Linked DNA regions of Mus musculus: region 2 is linked to region 1. A link is a contact called in public promoter capture Hi-C data. All regions are on one chromosome and are shown on one strand. The core of a region is the stretch at or near the end of the contact, and the rest is flanking DNA. Distances in the headings are between cores, read along the strand shown.

The links. Promoter capture Hi-C pulls out the DNA fragments that hold promoters and counts their contacts.
Region 2: a contact with region 1 is called in a promoter capture Hi-C map of liver, with 7 times the contacts expected there. The contact joins two enhancer-like sites. A contact is called at or near these places in 4 of 39 promoter capture datasets (the 3T3-L1 cell line, embryonic stem cells and liver), 4 of 484 Hi-C or Micro-C datasets (bone marrow-derived macrophages and liver), 4 of 115 datasets of contacts at active chromatin or transcription factors (embryonic stem cells and liver) and 1 of 9 other capture datasets (adipose tissue).

Annotation. Positions count from the first base shown.
Region 1 is chr1:151,128,286-151,132,409 of GRCm38.p6, forward strand. All of the region lies in intron 1 of Gm36139 (a long non-coding RNA gene), which reads right to left. Among named protein-coding and RNA genes, the nearest start is that of C730036E19Rik, 7.7 kb to the right of the region's middle. Within about 2 kb of position 2,751, at least 23 of the 459 cell types and tissues checked have an H3K27ac peak or open chromatin away from gene starts, as enhancers often do. A contact at or near this core is called in liver, where this site is marked.
Region 2 is chr1:151,326,757-151,330,401 of GRCm38.p6, forward strand. It overlaps the pseudogene Gm10138. Among named protein-coding and RNA genes, the nearest start is that of Ivns1abp, 16 kb to the right of the region's middle. Within about 2 kb of position 2,060, at least 18 of the 459 cell types and tissues checked have an H3K27ac peak or open chromatin away from gene starts, as enhancers often do. A contact at or near this core is called in liver, where this site is marked.

The sequences.
Region 1 (4,124 bases), core at 1,501-4,000:
TGTCAACAAACAGTTGTGAAAATAGCCCTGGCCTTTATGTCTACTGGCCCATGTCCTCCAAAAAGTCAACATAGAGCTAAAAGCAAACAAGCACAATGCCAAGAAAAATTAAGTAACAGGCTTTTGACACACTTCAGACTTCCCATGTTTCACACATCTTAAGAAAATAATCTATCTTTATCCATAAAAAGCATTTATTGTTCTCCAGAAATAAATTTCTAATGTGGTATATTCATTTAGTGAAACATCTTTCAGCCTTATAATACATGAATACTTGCAAATATTTTTTAATATTATTATCAAGTTAAAAATGGCTGTTATATATCAGTGGAAATTGCTGAGTTATATTTTGAAAGGGGAAAACAATAAGATTATATATATATATATTCAAAATAAACATGTCAAAGGTATTTATTTAATGTATGATTAATTATTTGAAAAGAAAATACATGTTACAATAAGTTGAAAGACAAAATATATTTTCTTAAACCTTTATTATAAAAAATTTAGACATAAAAACTATCACACACCAATACTAACCAGCTCTAAAATCTATACATCTCAACGTGTACTTTTACATGGCTAGGATAGGCCTGCTGAAGCAATTGAATATATATTTTTGTGAACTTATCTACCATCAAAAACTAAAAATGCATGACAGAGTTAGAACTAGAGAAACAATTAGCTTTGCATCCTATTTATAGTGGAGTCAATAGGCTGGACTCAGTCCTTCCATGGAGAAAGTAAAGAACCATGACTCTACATGGAAGGAGTTAGTGTTGAAGGATATTTGCCCAGGCACAAAACCTGGCTTTCTTCTGGGAACAGAGTGACTGCCTATCCAGTGGACTGAAGCCACTGCAAGTTTAGAGATAACAACTGTTCACATTTGCAATAGTCAGTTATCTGCAAAGTACAAAGTTGAAAAAATGGCCCAGGCAGAGACAAAAGGCCACATCTCAGACCCATATTATTTCTGGTTTTCATTCTTTACCCCCCCACCACCACCACAAGGATACTTTATAGATATTTTTATCAAGTCCAAATTCAACATGCAAATGAGATTTTATCAGGGAAGAGATGAACTTTGGAGGGCCACACGCCATTGTAACAGCTAAATATTGTTTTCTACCCAAGATCCAATCTTTGTCTCCTTTGGGTAATTATGAATTCCATGACTTAGAAGACAGAGGATTTCCAGATAACCCCAACATTTGATTGAAAAGGTATCTTAGTTGTCAGAACAAATTATCCCCAAAATACTATAGCTTGCTGTGTGTGTATGCATGTATGTAAAGTGTATATGTGTGTATATGTGTATATGTGTGTATGTATGTGTATGTATGTGTGTATGTGTGTGTATGTGTATTTGTGTGTATGTGTATGTATGTATGTGTGTATGTATGTGTATGTTTGTGTATGTGTGTATGTGTATATGTGTGTGTATATGCGTTTTTGTGTATATATATATAAAATCAGTAAACCAGAGCTTGCAGGTAGAATCCACCCAACTTTGCAAACTCCTTTTGATGGGAACACAGCCACAGATCCTCTTCCCTATGTCAAGTTTTATTCCACAAGAGCAAAGCTGTGTGCAAAGATCCCAGAAGCCTCAGCAGTCCCAAAGCCACAAATATTCACTAATTTTCTCTTACTGAAAAAGGTTTACTGACTTCTCTCTCGATTAGGCTAGACAAACAACAGTAGGCGTTGTTTAGAGGTTAGTGGGTATGAATTCTTTTGTTTTTTAAGCGTGGCGTACATGTTTCTTACAAATGTCCTACTTTGACGAGGTGAACCCTTTCAAGCTCTTTATTGTCACATATCAGTCACCTACAAAACACTTGTGAGAGATGTTTACAGAGCAGCTCGGCCCCTCCACAAAGCTTCAAATCTGAGTTGCTGAGATAAAGCCACTCACATTTGCTGAACAGAGTTTTCAAATTCTTTTCCTGAAGTGAGCTAAAAATAGTTGCTAGAGATAGGAAGAGACAGGCAGGGTGATAATTTTAGTGACTATGTGCCAGGACTGTGTAAAAATTTAACCTAGGTTTTAGCCTTACGAATGTTAAGGTTAAATCGAATTTAATAATTTACCATGATTAACCATTTGCTTTAATCATTAGAGAGACAAATTTCAAGAAGAGAATGTGCTTGCTCATCACTTCTATATAGAAGAAAGGGTGATCTCTTCATTCAGCTTTATACTCACTGGGGGGTCATAAGACTTAGTTACATTTAAAGTCCCCATGAGGTATCTTTCAGATGTAATATCTCAGCACTAAAGCTACCCTAATTCTCACACAATTCTAATGCTTTCCTAAATTTCAAGATTGATCAAGCAACTCCAGATACTGTGGGTGATCTCTGCTCCCAAGAAATGTCCTTTAGAAACGACCTCATCCTGAAAACTCTAAACTTGCAATGCCTTCTCCCCTCAAAGACTGTCCCTTACAATAGAGGATTCTAGGATATTTTTAAACTATCGAGCTTCAGAAATTTTTTTTTCTCACTGCTTAACTCCATAACATAATCCAAAATATTTACAGGTTTAGAATTGTTACCTATTTGTGACATAATAGATAAGTAAGTGAATTTAGGGTATTAAAGTTAGTTGTTTTTTTGTTTTTTGACTCAAACTCTCCAGGAAATAACTCTCAGACAATTAATATTCAATCCAGAACAATTCAACAGCCTCTCAGGGACCTCATCTATCAGCCCTTCCCAACCATATTGTTGTGACAACTCTAATGTAATCAAGGACAAGGTGTGTCTTTGTCACTGATAAAGGATAAAGAATCATAACTGCAAGTTTATTACCTGCCCCCCCTTCAGAAAATAGGTCTACCTTCAAGGTGATCTCTCTGGTAACCACTTTCACTGTCTTGTCTTCACATACACACCCCTAGGTAGCTATCAGGAAGAGTTGAAAGCAAGGACTGTGGACATGTCCCTAGGAGATACCTGGCAGGTGAACAGTGTCGGCCAATTGGAAAACTCAAAGAGAAAGGAGAAAGAAAGAAGGGAAAGGGGGGAGGGGCAGAAGGATGGAGGGAACAGCTATAAGATCTGGGGAGTAGAAAGGAAAGAAGGAAGTGCCAATCACAAGTGAGAAGAGGGCAGGTGGAAGGAAAACCAAGTGAGGGCAGGTGGGCAGTCAGCTGTGCTGGGAAGTATTAGCCCCATAGTTGTGAGGCAATTGCATGTACTGCACCTGGCCGTGATACCAGTCCTGAGGACGATTTAGAAACAAGGAAACGGTTGGAACGTTTGTAGACCCTTCCTTCTGGAAATACATGCTGGCTGGAGAGGACACTGCCTAAAGCCAGGCCCTTTAAAGACTGGAAACATCTAACAGTGGATGGAGATTCTAAACAGTGAAAAAAATCAGGCAAAGGAAAACATTAAGAAGCAAGCTTGTGTTCTCCAAAAGGCAGGAAGGGACAGGATCGTGAACAAGGCTGGTCTTGAAGAGAGGAGGCACACCTCTTCTTCGTAATCTAGAGAGGAGATAAGAGGAGAGGCACTTCTTGTTCAGTTTGTTCCCAGCTTTTAGATCTGTAGGAGGGCACAGTACAGGGTAGGATATGGGCTATGGTAGAAGGTGGGAAAGGAGAATGAATAAAAAGGTTGAAATTAAGATGGAAGGAATGTCAACAATAAAAGCAAAGGGGGTCCTAGCACTACCTTAGGGAATGTGAACATTTTCCAGAAGAACCAGAGACATACAGACAGCTGAGGGCAGAGACATACAGACAGCTGAGGGCAGAGACATACAGACAGCTGAGGGCAGAGACAGACAGACAGCTGAGGGCACAGTCACAGGCAGTGGAAGCAAACTGCATTGTCACAGAAGGTGTGTGTGACGATTTCAAAGGCAGACTAACTGGAAGAATGATGGAGCTTATCCACACGCAGATCAGAAACTACAAAAAGAATAAAGACAGACTAGTATCTAGTGGATTTGGCTACAAGGACTATGTCATTAAAAGTCAAGAACGTTTCCTACAAACATAGACTAAATCAGGCTTCATCGGCTGGCAGCAAGTCATGAAGACAGCTATGGAAAGGTGAATGTTTTCAAACGTGTTAGAAGCAAGGGGTTAAGGATGTAGCTTAGTTGG
Region 2 (3,645 bases), core at 810-3,309, 200 kb after region 1:
GAAGTGGCTGGTTTTATAGACAGGAAAAAGTTTGGACACAGCAGATACAATCATCAAATGTAGACTGGCTGATTTGATCACTTTTCCTGAAGACTGGGAATGAAAGACCCCCCAGGTGGGCAGTCAATCAATCTGAGGAGACCCTCCCAAGGATCAGCGAGTCCACGATTCGGATGTAAACAGCAAGAGGCTTTATTGGGAACACGGGTACCCGGGCGACTCAGTCTATCGGAGGACTGGCGCGCCGAGTGTGGAGTTTTTACCCTTTTTATAGGGCTAGGGCTGGGGAGCAAAAAGCGCGGTTACAGAAGCGAGAAGCGAGCTGGTTGGTTAGTTCGAATAAGGTTTGGGGTACTTCCCGGTCATTTGGGGAAACTGAGGTGGGACTTTTTAGATCTAAACAATGTCTATTTTCTAGAAATGGGTAGGGGAGGGGTACAAGGAAAGAGTCTAATGAAGGTTCAGCAATGGGCACATATCTGGTCAGAACATTGGCAGACACACAGGTTCAAGGAGTGACCAGAGCACTGTGCACCTCTATTTTTCTAAATCAGTGAAGCTAGTTCTGCTAACACTGACGTCTATCGGGGCTTCTGTGTCTGTTGCTGGTTCCGCTTTATCTGAGAACCATCTGTTCTTGGCCCTGAGCCGGGGCCCAGGTGCTTGACCACCGATATCCTGTTCGGCCCCTGTCCCAGTGCTATTCAGCCTTGATCTTTAACTGTTAATCTATAACTGAACTTCCTTGTAACTTTTGAGAACCCAGCTCTGGTACTTTTTCATGCCTTGCAAAATGGCGTTACTGCAGCTAGCTTGCTAAGCCTTATGGTGGGGTCTTTCAGGACGAGGAGACAAAATAAAATAATATAATAACAAAGTCTACCAACTAGTTTTTATCTGATTACATCAAGTTACTTGCTCTGTGTGTAAGAATAAATGCAAATGGAATTTATTGCCATGTCACTTGAAACTGACCTCTTTGGGAAATTCAACTATTACCTCTGTAATTCTGTTTGCTCAGAAATTCAGATAAATTAGTTTTAACTTGGCCAAGTAAAAACTTCAGTGCAGGAGGTCAGTAAGTTAGCTCAGTCGGCAAAGGAGCTTATCACTGAAGGTGACAACCTGAGTTTGATCCCTGGGACATCCATGAACGAGAGAACTGAGTCCAGAAAATTGTTCCCTGACCTCCACATGTGTCATGGCATGTACACACTACAAATAAATGTGTGACTTTCCCCAAAACTTTACTGTAGGCTGGTGAGATAGCTTACTCATCAGGCGCATACAAAGCCCTGGGTTTGATCCCCACCACCACACAATACTGGGCTTGGGGACCTCAGTCTAGAGCTGAGCACTGATGAGGTAGAAACAGGAGGATCAGAAAGTCAAAGTGGTCCTTGGCCACATTGTGAGTTCAAGGCCAGCCTGGACCACCAGAGATCCTCTCAAACACACACACACACACACACACACACACACACACACACGTAAATAAATACATTTAAAATGAATTTTTAAAGTGACCACAGAAATTCCAAATCATTTCTGTGACATCCCTTGGGGAGTTGTTGTAATCACTGAGAGATTTTTTTGTTTTTTTGTTTTTGTTTTTGTTTTTGTTTTTTTTTGTCTGTTTGGTTGGTTTTTTGTTTTTTTTCGAGACAGGGTTTCTCTGTGTAGCCCTGGCTGTCCTGGAACTCACTCTGTAGACCAGGCTGGCCTCGAACTCAGAAGTCGGCTTGCCTCTGCCTCCCAGGTGCTGGGATTAAAGGTGTGCGCCACCACGCCCGGCTGTCCAGGGTCCTTAAGATGAGAAAGGAACACAGGGAATTCAATTCCACTTCCGGCTCTAGTCTGCACTCCTGTCTAGTCTAGAACTGTAAACCTGGACCGGGTACTATTGCAACCACTCTCGAAAGGGCATTGCTTTATATTTTCTCCACGTTTATTGTTGTTTTGTTTTTGTTTAATTCTCAAGTTGCTTACGATGTTACTCAGCTGTGAAACAAAATTGACTCAGATGTGAGCAGACTGTGGTATGTGAAGCTGGGTATAAAGTGCGGCTCACTCACCAGGCACATCCCACTGTTGGGTGGCAACTCATTTCTAACAGGATGAGCCTGGCCAAGAGACTGGTGGGTGTGGTGGTGTGTACCTTTAATTCCAGCACTCGGGAGATAGATCTCTGAGTTCAAGGTCGGCCTGGTTTATTTACATAGTGTTCCAGACTTAAAAAAAAAAAATCTGTGTTCTCTCCAGACCAGAGAATGATCTATAACATCCACACCCATAGTTTTAGTTTTGAATGAGCTTATATATAGTATATAGCAAGTCAAAATAAAAGAATAGTAGCCAAAAAGAAGGAGGAGGAGGAGGAGGAGGAGGAGGAGGAAGAGGAGGAGGAGGAGAAATGGCCAGTGAGAGGTAAAGAAAAATACTTTTTGAGGATGAAAACATCCAGCAGCTATCTGCAGGGGAAGTCCCACTGAGACAAGCAGCCGGAGTTCTCAACAGACTGAGAGAGAGCAGAGCATCCCTTCGGATAAGGCTCTACAGCACAGAACAAGAAAGAGCAGAAAGGCAGAATCATCAAATCCAGGGGCTTGCAAACAGTCACCAGAAACTGAGGAGGCCTGATTAGGGCAGCCTGCTGGACATCCTTCCACCCTGAGAGTCCTAGGCACAGCCAAGTGGGTGAGGCTTCCAGGTGAAATAAAACAACAAAGACATAAGCCATTGACTAAGGCATTCTCAGAATCCAGCAGTAAACCAGTGGCAAACTCGGTATGGCCAGCTCGAGATCAGGATTGGGCTTTCTCACCCTGGAGGAACAGCCTAAGGCTGCGCATCTAGCTTCTCTCCCCCATGGGTACTTATATAGCATGGGAGAAAGAATAGCAATAGCTGGAAATGATCTACCGCTCTGTGTTTGCCTTTCAAAAGTATTTTAAATTATGTTCGTGTTGGGAGGTGGTATGTACATGTGTAGAGCAGGTGCCCTTGGCGTCCAGAAGAGGGTGTCAGGTCCCCTGCAGCTGCACTTACAGGCTGTTGTAAGCTGCCCTGCATGGGTGCTCAGCAATAGCAATCCAGGAAAGCAGTTCTCATCCTCCCTAACGCTGCAACCCTTTGATTCAGTTCCTCGTGTGAAACAGTTTCTGCTGCTACTTCATATCTGTAATTTTGCTAGTTATAAATCAAAACGTAAATATCTGACATGCAGGATATCTGATATGAAGCCCTTGGTCATTCATCCCCAAAGAGATCACGACCTCACAGGTTGAGGACCACTGAGCTAAGCCATAACTCCAGCCTGGCTTTTCTTGATGTTTTTAAAGACACAGTGTTTTTACTGGGGCTGTTTTGCCGTTCTCTTTCCTCCCTAACACTGAGTTAGAGGGACCAGCCCATTCCCAGGCATGTGGCCTTGGAGGACACTTTGAGACAAGTGTGCATGTGTCTGAAATGAGGTGGGGACAATTCTGCTTCTGAAGCCAGCTTCTCAATGAGCTCAAACAGCATGTGACAATGTAGCATCGGAACGTTCTCTATTGCCTGCATGCTGAGCCGTCGACAAGAACACACCACCATTTTCAACCGCTTGCTTCCAGTAGTATCTCTCTCTTTGAAACTGTTGACCAT